Linked DNA regions of Mus musculus: region 2 is linked to region 1. Evidence: chromatin contacts called from public Hi-C data. All regions are on one chromosome and are shown on one strand. The core of a region is the stretch at or near the end of the contact, and the rest is flanking DNA. Distances in the headings are between cores, read along the strand shown. Region 1 overlaps Tcf12 (transcription factor 12). Region 2 has its middle 21 kb from the start of Tcf12.

Region 1 (6,737 bases), core at 2,561-5,060:
ATCAACACTACAAATCAAACAGACTTTTACATACACATGTCACATCACACCAACAGTAGCAATAACATGCAATCCTGTCCGGTATTTGGTATGGAGTATTTTCTAGAACAGATGTGTGATACAAACAAATCTAAACATGTACAACTGAGTTCAGATTTTGGTACCCAAAAAGAAAGTAAGAAAACTAATGAAAGAAACTGAGAAACCATCCAGAGGAAAAACAGAGATGGAAACATCAAGTGAATGTCACCGTTAGAAACAACTATCTCAACAACTGGGAGGCTGAGTATTTGCTCAAAACAGAGAGTAGACTGCAACCTCCCATATAAATCTCAAGTCAAAATCCATAAAAGACCTACTCTACATGAGGCCGAAAACTATGTAACTCCTCAAACAATAGAAAATCAGGCTGCAGAGATGGCTCATCATTAATAGCATGTACTTGCTTTCCACTGTCCCTAAGAACCAACTTCAAACCCCAACACCCACGTAAACAACTCACAACCCCCTGTAACTTCATCTCCAGGGGACTCCATGTCTGTGACCTACCCAAGCACCTGCATTCTGCTCACCTGCACACGTCCACATACAGTCACACACACATTTACTTGACTAAAAAGTAAAATATTTTTAAAAACAGAAAACCTCTTAACATTTGACTATCTGTACAAAACTAAACTGTGGCATCAAAAAGATATGTGCTTCCTCAAATTCACTGCAGTTATTACAACAGCCAAAATATAAATCAAGATAGAGATGTAGTTTGGTGTACACCATTTCTGGGTCCCAGCCCTGCACTCATGTGAGGCAGGGAGAGACAGACCTAGTAGTAAATAGGTGACAAACTGAAAACTCTAATATACATGGGGGTTATTGAACCTAGACCATTGGCAAAGAAGGAATTTTGTCACAGGAGACAATACTGAAAAAAACCTAGAGGACATAATGGCAGTAAAATAACCCCCCCCACACCAAAACACAAATAGTACTTGAAACTGTTTATGTGACCTGTCTGTGATAGTCAAACTCACAGAAGCACAAAGTAGAAGCTAAGGTCTAGGATAAAAGAGAAAGGAAACCTTTATGTTAAATGGAATTCTAGACAGTACACTACTGTCATAACACAGTCCAAGAATGGAGTTGTGTGAGAATTCTGAGTGCTTGTGAGAAAAACTCAAAGAAAACATGTCTCGTGACCTGAGTTTCTTCAAAACACAGAACTGTTCTTAGAATGCGTCTTTGTGCTCCTCCTAGGTGCAAAGGATAGGTTTAAGAATACTTCACCTGTTGTTATTCATATACTTCTATGGAAAAACACGTTTTTGCTACACATGGCTTGTACTTGTAGTTATAAACTTTATTCGTGTGACTCTTCTTAACCATTAGAGTATAAACTGTCTGATGCTCTGAATCAAAGTTGCCTACTGCATGAGACTTTAGTCCACCTCATTTTTAGGCCCTGCTCTCCCAGATTCATGCCACCAATTAAGAGTGGTAAATGCATTACTGTGTTGTACATTCCAAAACTTAAAAAGGTAAATCATGATAAATGTCCTTATAATTTTTAAAAACCATAGTACTATCTGAAACATAAAAACAAGTAACACAAAAGGCAAACCTTCCTCAGAGTCCCTTAGCAGTCTCCTAAAGTATAACAAGACTACATAGGGATCAGCTTATTTAGCATCGTCTTAGGTACTGATAGCAGAAGTCATCGATCTGCAAATCCATGAAACTAAGAGACCCATTAGAAAGATATACTGAGGCATAAATTAAATCAGAGTAGAGGAGAATTGATCACATCACAAAAACTGAACAGCAAGAAGTTACCAAAGTACTATTTAAAAAAAAAAAAAAAAGAACCATGGTTCTTTTAGATAATAGCAGACAAATATTTGAGCAATTTCTTTGAAAATAAGTATTATAAATAATCAGGCCCAAAAAACTAATAAAAAGAATTAAAAAAAAAACTGGAAGAGATCTTATAAATGGGGGATGGAGTGGGGGGAAGAGGCCAAAAACAAAAAGCAAAGTCAGTTACTGGATAAGATCCTAATCTACAGGTCTGTCCACTGAGGACATTAATTTTTTGTATTACACTGGCTTACTGAAAAAGAAAAGAGAATTGGAGAATACAATATGATTAACAATTGAGGTCAATAAAAAGTACAAATTAAACAGAAGGTCCAAAAACTTACATTATCTCTTCCCCAAATCTTTGGCTAATCTCTGAAGAATGAAGCACGGGAAACATACTAAGGAACCCAAAGGAAAGTAAGTACAAGCTGAAATACTAAATTCGTCTAGCACAGATTTCAGCTACTAGGAACCACAGAGATGCTAATTAAGGGGCTTGGGACATAATTTGGGCTGTCACAGAACTGTTCTGATAAAGCGTAAGGTTCAGTCTTAAGAAAGCCAACCAATAAAGGTAACTACTTTCCAGAGCAAAACAGAACTACAGAAATTAACAAAAATAAAAATTTCAACAAATTTTCATCTACATTTTCAAAAATTGTATGAAAAAACTTGCTAGCTATGTAGAGAAATGAGAATGTAATATGAGTCTAGGAAAGAAGTGACCCACACCACTGTCTGAATAAGCAGAATGGAATTTTAAAGCAGCTATTGTAATTGTTCAAACACTTTTTAGGGAAAAAATAGTAACAATAAATGGACACATTTTTGCAGGAAGAATTACCTAAAATGGAATTCAGGAATATAGTAACATGTTATTTGAAAGAAATATGCACTGGAAAAGCTTAATAATGAGTAGAACAGCAAATAAGTGGTATATATAAAAATATATAAACGGAACATAAATAAAATTAAAGGAGAAATGCAGAAATTTAAGCTAGGTAATACTAACAGGTCTAAACACACCAAAGTAGATCAGCTGAAGAGTTGGGGTGGAGCTGGTAGGCTTTTCTCCAAATCAATGAAAAAGATCAACTTACAAACCCAGCAAGTTCAGCAATCTCTGTGCAGAATTATAAACTAACTATACCCATGCCTATGGCAATCAAAATGCAAAGAGGAAAATGTTACTACAGGCAGAAAAAAGTATTTCATAAAAGGAAAATGATTCAAGGAAATACCAACTTCTCATGAGAAGCAGCGAGTGCCAGAAGACAATGAAATGACATCATGCAAGAACAGGATGAAAAACAACCATAGTCCTGGACTCACAGACCACAAATCTAAACTACTACTAGAAGGTTTTCAGGCTGAAGTAAAATAACAGAAAAAAGTATGGATTTGCACAAACACCTTTATGACATTTTATAAATGCTGTCTTTCATATTCATGAGATGAATATGAAAGGAGGGAAGGAACATTGAAATTGATAAAGTCATTTCAGTGTCTATAATTCCAGCATAGCAGGCAGAGAGATATGGGTCTTTAGAGCTCACTACTGGCTGACCACCTCCAGGTCAGTGAAGAGACAAGTCAGAAGATACTGTACCCTGTTTCTGGAATCCACACCTGCACACATGGCCAGAAGCATGGCACACATATAAACAAAAAAATAATAATAAACTGTTAGTGGCATGAGGATAAAGTAAAATCCTTCTACAGGTTAGAGGTAGTTAGAAGTACTTGCTACTCTTGCAGAGGACCAGAATTCAATTCCAAGTACCCACATTTAGCAGGCAGTACAAAACCATCTGCAATTCCACCTCCAGAGGATTTAATTTTCTTTTCTGGCCTTTGCAGGCATTCAAACCCATTTGTGTGTGTGCACATGTGTGCATACACATAGATAAATATTTATCTTTTTTGAAACAGGAACTCTTTCAAAAAAGACTGTTCAGGAACTCTCTGTGTAGATCACTCTGACCTCAAACTCTCAGAGATCCACCTGCCTCTATCTCCCAAGCTGAGATTAAAGGCATGTGCCTCTATGCCTAGCAAAAAATGCATCTTTAAAAATCCTTCTGTACTACTGACAGAAGCATAATGGTACTGCCTTTATGGAAAATACTACAAAGGTTCCTCAAAACAATTAAAATTAAAACAACCAAGAATGGGAAGCTAGCCCTGTGTAATAATACTGACTGTACAATCATGAGACCTGAGGTCAAATCCCCACCAGACAAGTAAACAGGAAAGGTAGTCACACACATATGTAACTTCCAAATTGTTGAGAGCTTAGATTTCAGGGATTGCTAGTGTGGAATAAGGCAGAGAGTACTAGAATAGGACAGCAGTATCTCCCTCTAGCCTACAGATAAGTATACCCACACCTACATGAACACTATATACATACAACACACACCAAAACCAAATATAGAGCAAACATATGCTCTAACAAATCTGTCTAGACAGCTGCCCAAAATGAATGATCTCATAATATCAAAGAAATAAAACCACACTTCCACATCCACTGTAACATTAGCACAAAGCCAAGATGTGAAAACAACCTATCTGAATGATGAACGGATGGTGAATAGATATGGAAAATGTGATGTATATAGTACAATGGAGTATTACTCAGGTTAGAAAAACAGAGGAACCCTGCAATTGCCAACACTGGAGGACCTGGAGGTTGCTATGTTAAGTAAAACAAGGCAGTTACCGATAACAAATTCCAGAATTTGTTTTGGAAGTAGCAAAACTCAACAGTAGCAGCAAGTAAAATGGCATTTGTCAGGAACTGGGTAGAAGGTGTGTTTCAGAGCTACTGTCCAATGACTACCACAATCAGCCTTGCAAGACGGCAAGGTTCTAAAGATCTGCTGTGCAACCATTGTACCCAATAATACTATACTGCACACAAAACTTGTTAAACCAGTAGATCTTGTGTTATGTGGACTTCTATCACAATAAAAAGAGTACAATTAGGAATTCATAAGAATCCGCAGAAGAACACAATATCATCCAGTGGAGGATGAGATGTCTGTTTGAATACACACTCATCCACACACAGATACCCATGACTTTTATCAAGGGTCTTTTTTTATTTTGTACAGTGCTTTTATTTCCCACTCCTGTATCTTTGAAAAGATCTCTTTTTCTTCACCTATAACTACCAGATGATCTACAAATATTCTAGACTCATAACTATGTATGAAGTTACTTTGTTTCATTCTTTTCCTTAAGATAAAACAAAAGCTATTTTGTAATTATATGATGTAGATGCCCATATAGGAAAGGGCTGTGAAATGGTGAATACATCACAATATGAAACACGTTGTAAACATACTACGAAAGACCCCAATTCAAGATTCAGGGAAAATGTGTCTGATGCATTTTGAATTAATGATTAAGTCTTCTGTTGCCCAAAACAATTTCCATGAATATGAAAGACAGCACATTAGCAATGAAGTTAGGTAAACAATAAATGAAACAAAGTGAAAGGCAGCTTTCTTTATACAAATGAAACAGCTACCATAAAGTTCCAATGATATCTTCCTCTTCCCAAGCCCGCACACTCACACTTCAGTTACTTGTGCTTTTGTATAAGCGATGTCTTTTGTATTTTTAACCCCACAAGCTGCCAAAATAAGCCCATTACATGTGAAACATGTCAAGTAGCAAATTTATTTTTGATCTTGCTGGCTTTGGACCCTGAATTCTGTTTTCTTCTGTGTGCCATTGTTGTTTTTATGTTTAGCAGTAAATTTAGATCTTTGCTTAACTTGATTCTTTTGTAGAAATGCAGCATATACACATTATAAAATTAGCATGAAGCCACACTTTAGCTTCCACCACAATTCTCAACATGGTGAAAGACTGTGTACTATACTAAAGTGATCACAAAGGAAAAAAACACCGAGAAGAGATTTAAAAAAAAAAAAAAAAGCAAGTAGTGACTGAGATGTACTGACTCAGTAAACTATTGAAACAACAGACTCATCAAGATTAATCCAACCTCAAGATAAGCAGCCGAGTAACTAGAAGTCAGAGAACCCTAACAGGCCATCTAACTTGTCTGGCTCCCAAAGTACCATCTTTCTTTTAGTCTCTAATGTACTTTTCTATTTCCCTATATATCATTCTGCCTTATACTGCATTTTAAGTTTTATCTAATACAAAAAAATGCCTGATGTTGATGAGGATGTCCTGTCTCAAATCTCGTGTTCTTCTGAAAGTTAAAAGTTTACTCTGCTAATATCCCAGGGGCATTATGAGTTTGCATACATGACCATATAATAGGTCAATATTAAAAACAGAATTTATGAATTGGATCTTCAGCACCCTACAGTGAGTGACATGTTGAGATGTATGAAAAGCCCTCTGCACATATCAAAGATTATGACTGCAAGAACTGTGAGAGTACAAGCTACAGAACCCAGAAGAAAACTAATCCTCATACTGTAGGTTAATTACCTTCATTTCATTTTTGTCACCCTAACCAAAGCAGCTACGGTATCATTAGGAAAATTCCAAACAACTATTCATATTAACTTTGAACTATTTTATATTTTGTATCTGCTCATAAAATATTATTAAAGTTCTGAGAAATCATAACTCTTTAAATTATTTATGTATATGTATGTATGTATATATATACACACACATATATGTATATATAATATATGTGTGTGTGTGTGTGTGTGTATGTATGTGTATACACACACACACACACACACACACACACACACACACACACATATATATTACAGTTAGTACCATATTTGAAAGGTATTTTATCTGAAATCGAGTATCAATCTAAAAGCAGATGTTTCTTCATTTGGAGTTTGTGCTCTTTTTCAGATTACTTCCACAGAAAA
Region 2 (6,737 bases), core at 2,911-5,410, 100 kb after region 1:
TTTGGAAAGATGGGGGTGCTCTACTGCATCATCAAGGGAAAGGCCAGGCTTGGGCATCTGGTCCACAGGAAGACATGCACCACTGTTGCCTTCACACAGGTTAACTCGGAAGACAAGGGTGCTCTGGCTAAGCTGATGGAAGCTATTAGGACCAATTATAATGACAGATAGGACAAGATCCACAGCCATTGGGAAGGCAATGAATGTTCTGGGTCCTAAGTCTGTGGCTCGAATTGCCAAGCTGGAAAAGGCAAAGGCTAAAGAACTCGCCACTAAACTGGGTTAAATGAATACTCCTAAGTTTTCTGTACATAAATATAATCACAAAATTAACAAAAGAAAAACGAAAATACTGTTGCTGCATTTATTTTTGGAATATATACATGAGACATCAGGGGAACATACAGTTTATCTGCTGTTACTAAAAACATATCCACATTTCTCTCATAACTATGCTACTGTTATTTCAAGTGACATCATCTTGTGTCATTTGTGCACTCCTGACAGACTCACATGTCCAGAATAGGTTTGCCAGTCACTTTAGACCAATCTAAGCATGTCATTCTCTAGGCAACAGGGACTGAGATAGGAAGACACATCCTGATGTTTCAAGGCTGCTGTCAATCTAGAACTGCTGGATACTCATCTGTGAAGAGTCAGAATTCAAGAAATTAAATCTTGGTGACATAATGTGAATGCTTTCGCAAGCCATGTCTAACACTCTTGACCATTTCAGTGATATGAGCCAATAAATTCCTGCTATGGTTTCTATGTTCCCTAACAATCTGTGTGTTGGAACGCTCAGCCCCAGGGTAGTGTTTCAGGAAGTACTATGGAACTTACTAGGAGGTGAGACCAAGTGAGAGGTTCTTAAGGCAACAGAGAGTATGCCCTTGCCTGAAAGAGATTTACGTGTTTTTCATGGGACCTTGGTTAGATTTCTGGAAAGTTTTCCTATAAAAGCAGGAGCCTGGCCCCACCCAGCCTTTCTCCAGCTGCCTACATCCAGATGTGGCTACTTGCTTTTGCCCACATTTCCACTGTTGTCATAGCGATGAACTGACAGCTGAGAGCCCTTACCAGGACTCAGCTGACACAGATGCCATGACTTGAAACTCAACAACTTCTGTTTTTTTGGTTTTTCGAGACAGGGTTTCTCTGTATAGCCCTGGCTGTCCTGGACCTCACTTTGTAGACCAGGCTGGCCTCGAACTCAGAAATCCGCCTGCCTCTGCCTCCAGAGTGCTGGGATTAAAGGCATGCGCCACTACGCCTGGTCAACAACTTCTGTTCTTAAGCAGTTAGACCAGTGATTCTCAACCTGTGGGTCATAACCCTTTGTGTGTGTGTGGGGGGGGGGGGGATGTCAAACAATCCTTTTACAGAGTTCAAACATCAAATATCCTGCATACCAGATATTTACATTACAATTCATAACACTAGCAAAATTACAGTTACAAAGCAGCAACAAAAAAAATGTATGGTTGGGGGTCACCACAACAGGAGGAATCTATAAAGGGTTGCAGCATTAGGAAAGTTGAGAACCACTTAGGTTAGGCAGTCTCGGGTATTTCACTGTAGGATCAGAAGCCAATAAGATTCCTCTTCCTATCTAAGCAAATTTAAGTTATATTTCCATCATTTATAACATCCAAATGAGTTAAATGCTAGGTTACGTAAGGGTAGATGCATAGACACATACAAAGAAGTAAATGAACAGGAAGGTACTTGGTGGGCACATCTAACCTACTGAGGAGACAGGCTGAAGAGTGGGTCAAAGACAGAAAGAACCCCGACTGGAGGACAAGCTTGAAAGTCAGTCACCAGAGTTTAAATTTAATGCAAGAGAAAATATACCCATAAAGCTATCTGGGCATGAAGAGATGTGCTAAAAGTGAGCAATTATTCTGGCAAGTTACATTGGAACAGAGAGAAAAGGGAGTCGGAGAGACCATAAAAAGACGGTTGAACTGATCCTGGCTGGCAATGTTCAAGGTCTTAGGCAAAAAGCATGAAGTGGAGATACACGAAGGAATTTGATATGAGGTACTTCTGGTGATACACTAAAGGTCCTAACAACAGGCCAGGTAAAATAAGGAAGAAGAAATAGTGCGTTGACAATGACAAACATTTTAGTGTGGGTGGCATAGATCGAGCTGGTATTATTGAGAAAGGAGTTATATAAATTTTACAAAGACAGCAAGATTAGTTTTTGACCTGTTGCAATCACGGAGAAGGTAGGATATGTTAGAATGGTGATGAACTAAAGTTGAGGTAAACAACCACAACAGCTAGGCATGGGGGCACACACCTTAATCCCGGTGCTCAGGAGGCAGGAGCAGGGGGGTCTCTGTGAGTTCAAGGCCAGCCTGATATGCAGAGTTTCAGACCAGCCAAGGCAATCCTAGTGTCTGATGGAGAAGGAGAGAGATTGGAAACTCAGAGCATAAAACTCTCCAAAAGTTTCACATTAAAAGCAGGGGTCGGGGTAGGGAGTACTCGTTGCTTTTGCAGAGGACCTAGGTTCAGCTTCCAGGACCTATATAGTGACTCAATCAACTATCTATAACTCGAGTTTGAGGGGCTTCAACACTCTCTTCTGACCTCTGCATGTACATATATACATTGCCTTCAGGCAAAATACTTTTTTTTTTTTTTTTGGTTTTTCGAGACAGGGTTTCTCTGTGTAGCCCTGGCTGTCCTGGAACTCACTCTGTAGACCAGGCTGGCCTAGAACTCAGAAATCTGCCAGCCTCTGCCTCCCAAGTGCTGGAATTAAAGGTGTGCACCACCACTGCCCGGCTCAGGCAAAACACTTATATACATAAAAATTTTCAAAATCTAAAAGCAACCTGAGGCCCTTAATACCATTGATCTCTATGGCCCTGAGCCTCTACCCTCATTTCCAACTGTAGGTGCTCAGAGCAGCGATCATGTCGGCCTCCTCACTACTTGCTAAGTGTTCACTCGACTTTTCCGGGCTTCAGAGCCTTTGGATTTGTCCTTCCTCAATCCGGGAAGTTACCTGTCTAGGTATGTTTTGCTTGTCTAATTTCTTTCATTCAGACCTGCTGTAAGCACACTTCCTCAGAAATCTCTCTCTAAATCAACTCGTCTAAGCTAACACTGCACATGTCTTCTACCTGTAGCCTCCTTTGCCCTGCAGTATTGTTTGTTTCATAGCACTTAACATCACACGACACTCAACGGTGTGTCTGTCTCATCGCCTGTAACAAAGTCCAAGAGCCCAGAGCGTTTGGGCTTATTCACTGTTATGTCCCTGGTAAGCAGAATAGAGCCTGGTACATGAGAAATTCCTCTATAAAAGCCTAGTGAGTTGTGTGAGATGTAGTAAAGGGAATTAAAAGAAAAAGAAAAAGAAAAAAAAAACCCATATACCACAAAAGAGCTGCAAAGTTAGTCATTTACAAGTTCTGGAACTTTCCTACCATTTCAGGAGGGGAGAAGCAGAAAACAATAAACCCTCTTTAAGGCTCCCACTTGTGATCCATCTTCTCAGGGGAAAGGGAACTTTGGGGGAGTCTGTCACCAAAGGAAAGACTTGAGGTACTTTCCTACTGTGTTCCCTGTGACATTCGTGAAGGAGAGGAATTCTCCACTTGCATACTGGATGAAAGAAAGGCTCTTCTTCCACCTCAGCTGCACATCAGAGCTTGGAGGGAAACCCTGGGGGATGCTGACAGACTTCAGCTTTCCCAAACGTTTCTTTGGGCGGGTGTCATCAGCCAGGTGTGCTCCACAGACTAGGTGGAGCCTGGGAAAGGCGTGAGGACGTCGCACTCGGGGGCCCCTGGGGCAAGCGTGCTTGCCCTTCCCCGCGGCCGCCGGCTTTCCGCCGCAGCCTGCCCCGGCCAGGTCGCCGGGGCGCGGGAGAGCCCAGCGGCGTCTGCACCCTTCCCTCCCCCGCCGCGCCCTCCTCCGCCCACGCGCTGCAGCCTCAGCTGCGGCTTTCCGCCGTTCCCGGCAGCGCTGAGCCCGGAATCCAATTACTTTTCCCTGAGGAGCTTCGTACACCCGCCAGGCCCCAGAGGGAGGAGCGGGGGGTCGAGCGGCCGCCCACTTCCCGCCGCCCGAGGCCGAGGCCGGGCTGCTCGGGCGGGGCGAGCGCGGTCTCGGAGGGGCGCGCGGAGCAGCAGCCGTCGGGACTATTTGTCCTTCCGCGTGCGGCCCAGCTGGGCCCCGGCGCGAGGCTCCAGGCGCTGTGGCCCGGGCGCCAGCGTCCCCAAGGATGAGTGGCAGGAGATTAGCCCCGGGGCTTCCCCGCGCGGGCGCGGCTCGAGGCCCGCGCGCACGCGCACTCCGGGGTCCGAGCACGGAGGTCGCCTTGTGTCCAGTGGCCTTTTCCTGGGCGCAGCGCTCCTGGGCCCCAGGATTCAGCTCTGTAAAGTGAAAGTGAAGTGGAGCAAGATGGCCAAGGGTAGGAGGTTTGCACGTGCTCTCCACCACACTTGTACATCCCGAGACTGTACAGGGACGCTACAGGGGTGAATCTATGAAGAGGAAGGAAAAGAGGACTTCCTTCCTGGTTCTTCAGGGGCTGGGTGGAGAACCCATTGATCCCCTTGAGGGTTCTTGCTCACTTGGTTTAAGCTGTAGACAGAAAGCCTAATAGAGCCTATTCTAGCTACAGCCTAGGGCGGAGGTCCTCAACTTCCTCCTGCATACCCTGTCAGATTATGAGTCCACGACTGACAAACACATTTGAAAAAGAAAATGCCTTATTTTCTCCTTTTGATTCTGTTTCTCTTGAGACTGTGGCTGACCCTTAGGCCCTTGATGTTCTTGAATATGATTGACACACGTGATTAGGCTAGTGAGAGAGAAGCAGAGAAATTGCTATCAAAACAATTATATGCAGAGACATCAGAACAAAAGCCCAAGAGCCCCGAGGACTAAAAGACCATCCTGGCTCTGCCATAGATGCCCTCTGGGATGGTGGCCAAGTCAGATCATCTCTTTGTGTCTTGCTTCTTGGCAAGTTAAATAAAACTATCCTGCTACTCTCCCTGTCTCAAGGAGTGTTATAAAAATAAACTAAAAGAACCAACTGAAAATATAGAAGGTTTAGTTTTTAGGGGGTGTGGGAAAATGATACCGTTGAAAGGCACTAAAGGGAAAATTCTATGAGAGAAAGCCACTTGACCATCTGCCTATCGTCTCATCTTCTCCGTTCAATCTAATGTACACATAGAAACTATAGGTAGAGTTATCTAGTAAGTACTGTGTGGTTTTTATAAGAATTATAATAAAGGAGGGAATAAGGGGAGGGGGATTTCAGAGGGAGACCAGGAAGAGGGATAACATTTGAAATGTAAATAAAGAAAATATCTAATAATAAAATATATATATAATCTAGTCAACGCTAATTGTACTCTCAGACCCTCTCCCATGCCTATGTCCTAGCCATTTCCACATGCTCTGACTACAATATTTCTGCTTCAGTGCTACGGAGCACCATTAGGTACAAAACAGTGCTGTGGGTGGGCTCCCCACTTGAGGCTAAGCTGTGACAGAGGTTTTCAGACATGTTTGCCTATGTAACCTATGATAGGCAAGGCTCCAGAAACCTGTGTACTGGCTAAGTGAAGAACCTTCTGGAACAGACGAGGTCCCAGGGAAGAGAAAGCCAACTACCCTGAGCTTGAGCTGAGGTTAAAGACTCTGGGGGAAGGGAGAGGGGCTTTCTGCCTTTTATGTCTGACTGAATCTAGTAGGGTAGGAAAGAAGATAAAGGATATGAGGGAGAGTGAAGTCTCCCTTTCGGGTGTTTTAAACCTAAGCATTCACATTTGTAAAACAAGTTTTAGCTTCTGCATTAGTAGAAAAGATCAGGCTAGCAACAACATGGCCAGCAACAGAAAAAGTCCTGCCTGGAGGGTGCTTTTTGAAAAGTGAGGATTTTATCATCTTCTGAGACATTCCGTGGTAGCCCGGGAACGGATAGGAATAATTCACAGACATTTTCTGGGTCCTCAAAAAACTTCTTTCTGCAGTCCCCTTCTTCAAATGACTTCAAATCCCTCACTGCAAAGTCTTGGCATCAAATTTGAAGCAAATGTGTTTCTCTTCCTCACCGGAGGAAAGCTCGTTCTACAGACTTCTAACAGAACTGGGACCTATTGGGCAGTATTATTTGACCTACCATCCTCAACTGATTATTTGTAAGAAGAACACCACCTGTAATCTAGTTATTATGTGTCAGGTGTGATGGTGCATGCCTTTAATCCCTGCACTCAGAACACACTGAATTTGCGTTCTACAGAGCAAGTTCTGGGCCAGCCAGGGCCACTCAGAGAAACCCTGTCTCAAAACAAAACAATCTACCCACCATGCTGCTCAGAGAAAGCACATGCAAGGGTGTAATTCAAAGAGCATCAAACTTTGCCAGGAAATAAAAAAAAAAACAAAGTGGCCAAGGCAAAGTGACTGTGGCTTAGGTGGCCATAGAAGTCTTCCTCTTTTCTTTCTCATGCCTCAGAATATTTTTTTGTGTCTTCTCAATGGACTCTAAATGGCCCTGCCCTCTCCCAGATTCCTCCTTTACTGTCTCAGTGGACAGGTAACTCAAAGCTGTTTCAAGATCTGGCCCTGGGTCTATCTTCTTGACTTTGCTTTAGCTCGCCCTGCCCCCAATGCGTTTTCTAACCTACCCTCTTCCACTTGCTCCCCCATTTACTAGACTCACTGAAGCCCCTGTCACAGTTCTCCAAGAGCCA

The links. Hi-C and Micro-C count contacts between places; a contact is called where the count stands out from the background.
Region 2: a contact with region 1 is called in a Hi-C map of CD8 T cells, with 2.4 times the contacts expected there. The contact joins two enhancer-like sites. A contact is called at or near these places in 3 of 39 promoter capture datasets (the C10 cell line, the HPC-7 cell line and liver), 1 of 484 Hi-C or Micro-C datasets (CD8 T cells) and 1 of 115 datasets of contacts at active chromatin or transcription factors (embryonic stem cells).

The regions. Positions count from the first base shown.
Region 1 is chr9:72,026,666-72,033,402 of GRCm38.p6, forward strand. The region is part of intron 3 of Tcf12 (transcription factor 12); the gene reads right to left. Among named protein-coding and RNA genes, the nearest start is that of Tcf12, 82 kb to the right of the region's middle. Within about 2 kb of position 3,811, at least 17 of the 459 cell types and tissues checked have an H3K27ac peak or open chromatin away from gene starts, as enhancers often do. A contact at or near this core is called in CD8 T cells, where this site is marked.
Region 2 is chr9:72,129,106-72,135,842 of GRCm38.p6, forward strand. It overlaps the pseudogene Gm7863. Among named protein-coding and RNA genes, the nearest start is that of Tcf12, 21 kb to the left of the region's middle. Within about 2 kb of position 4,161, at least 339 of the 459 cell types and tissues checked have an H3K27ac peak or open chromatin away from gene starts, as enhancers often do. A contact at or near this core is called in CD8 T cells, where this site is marked.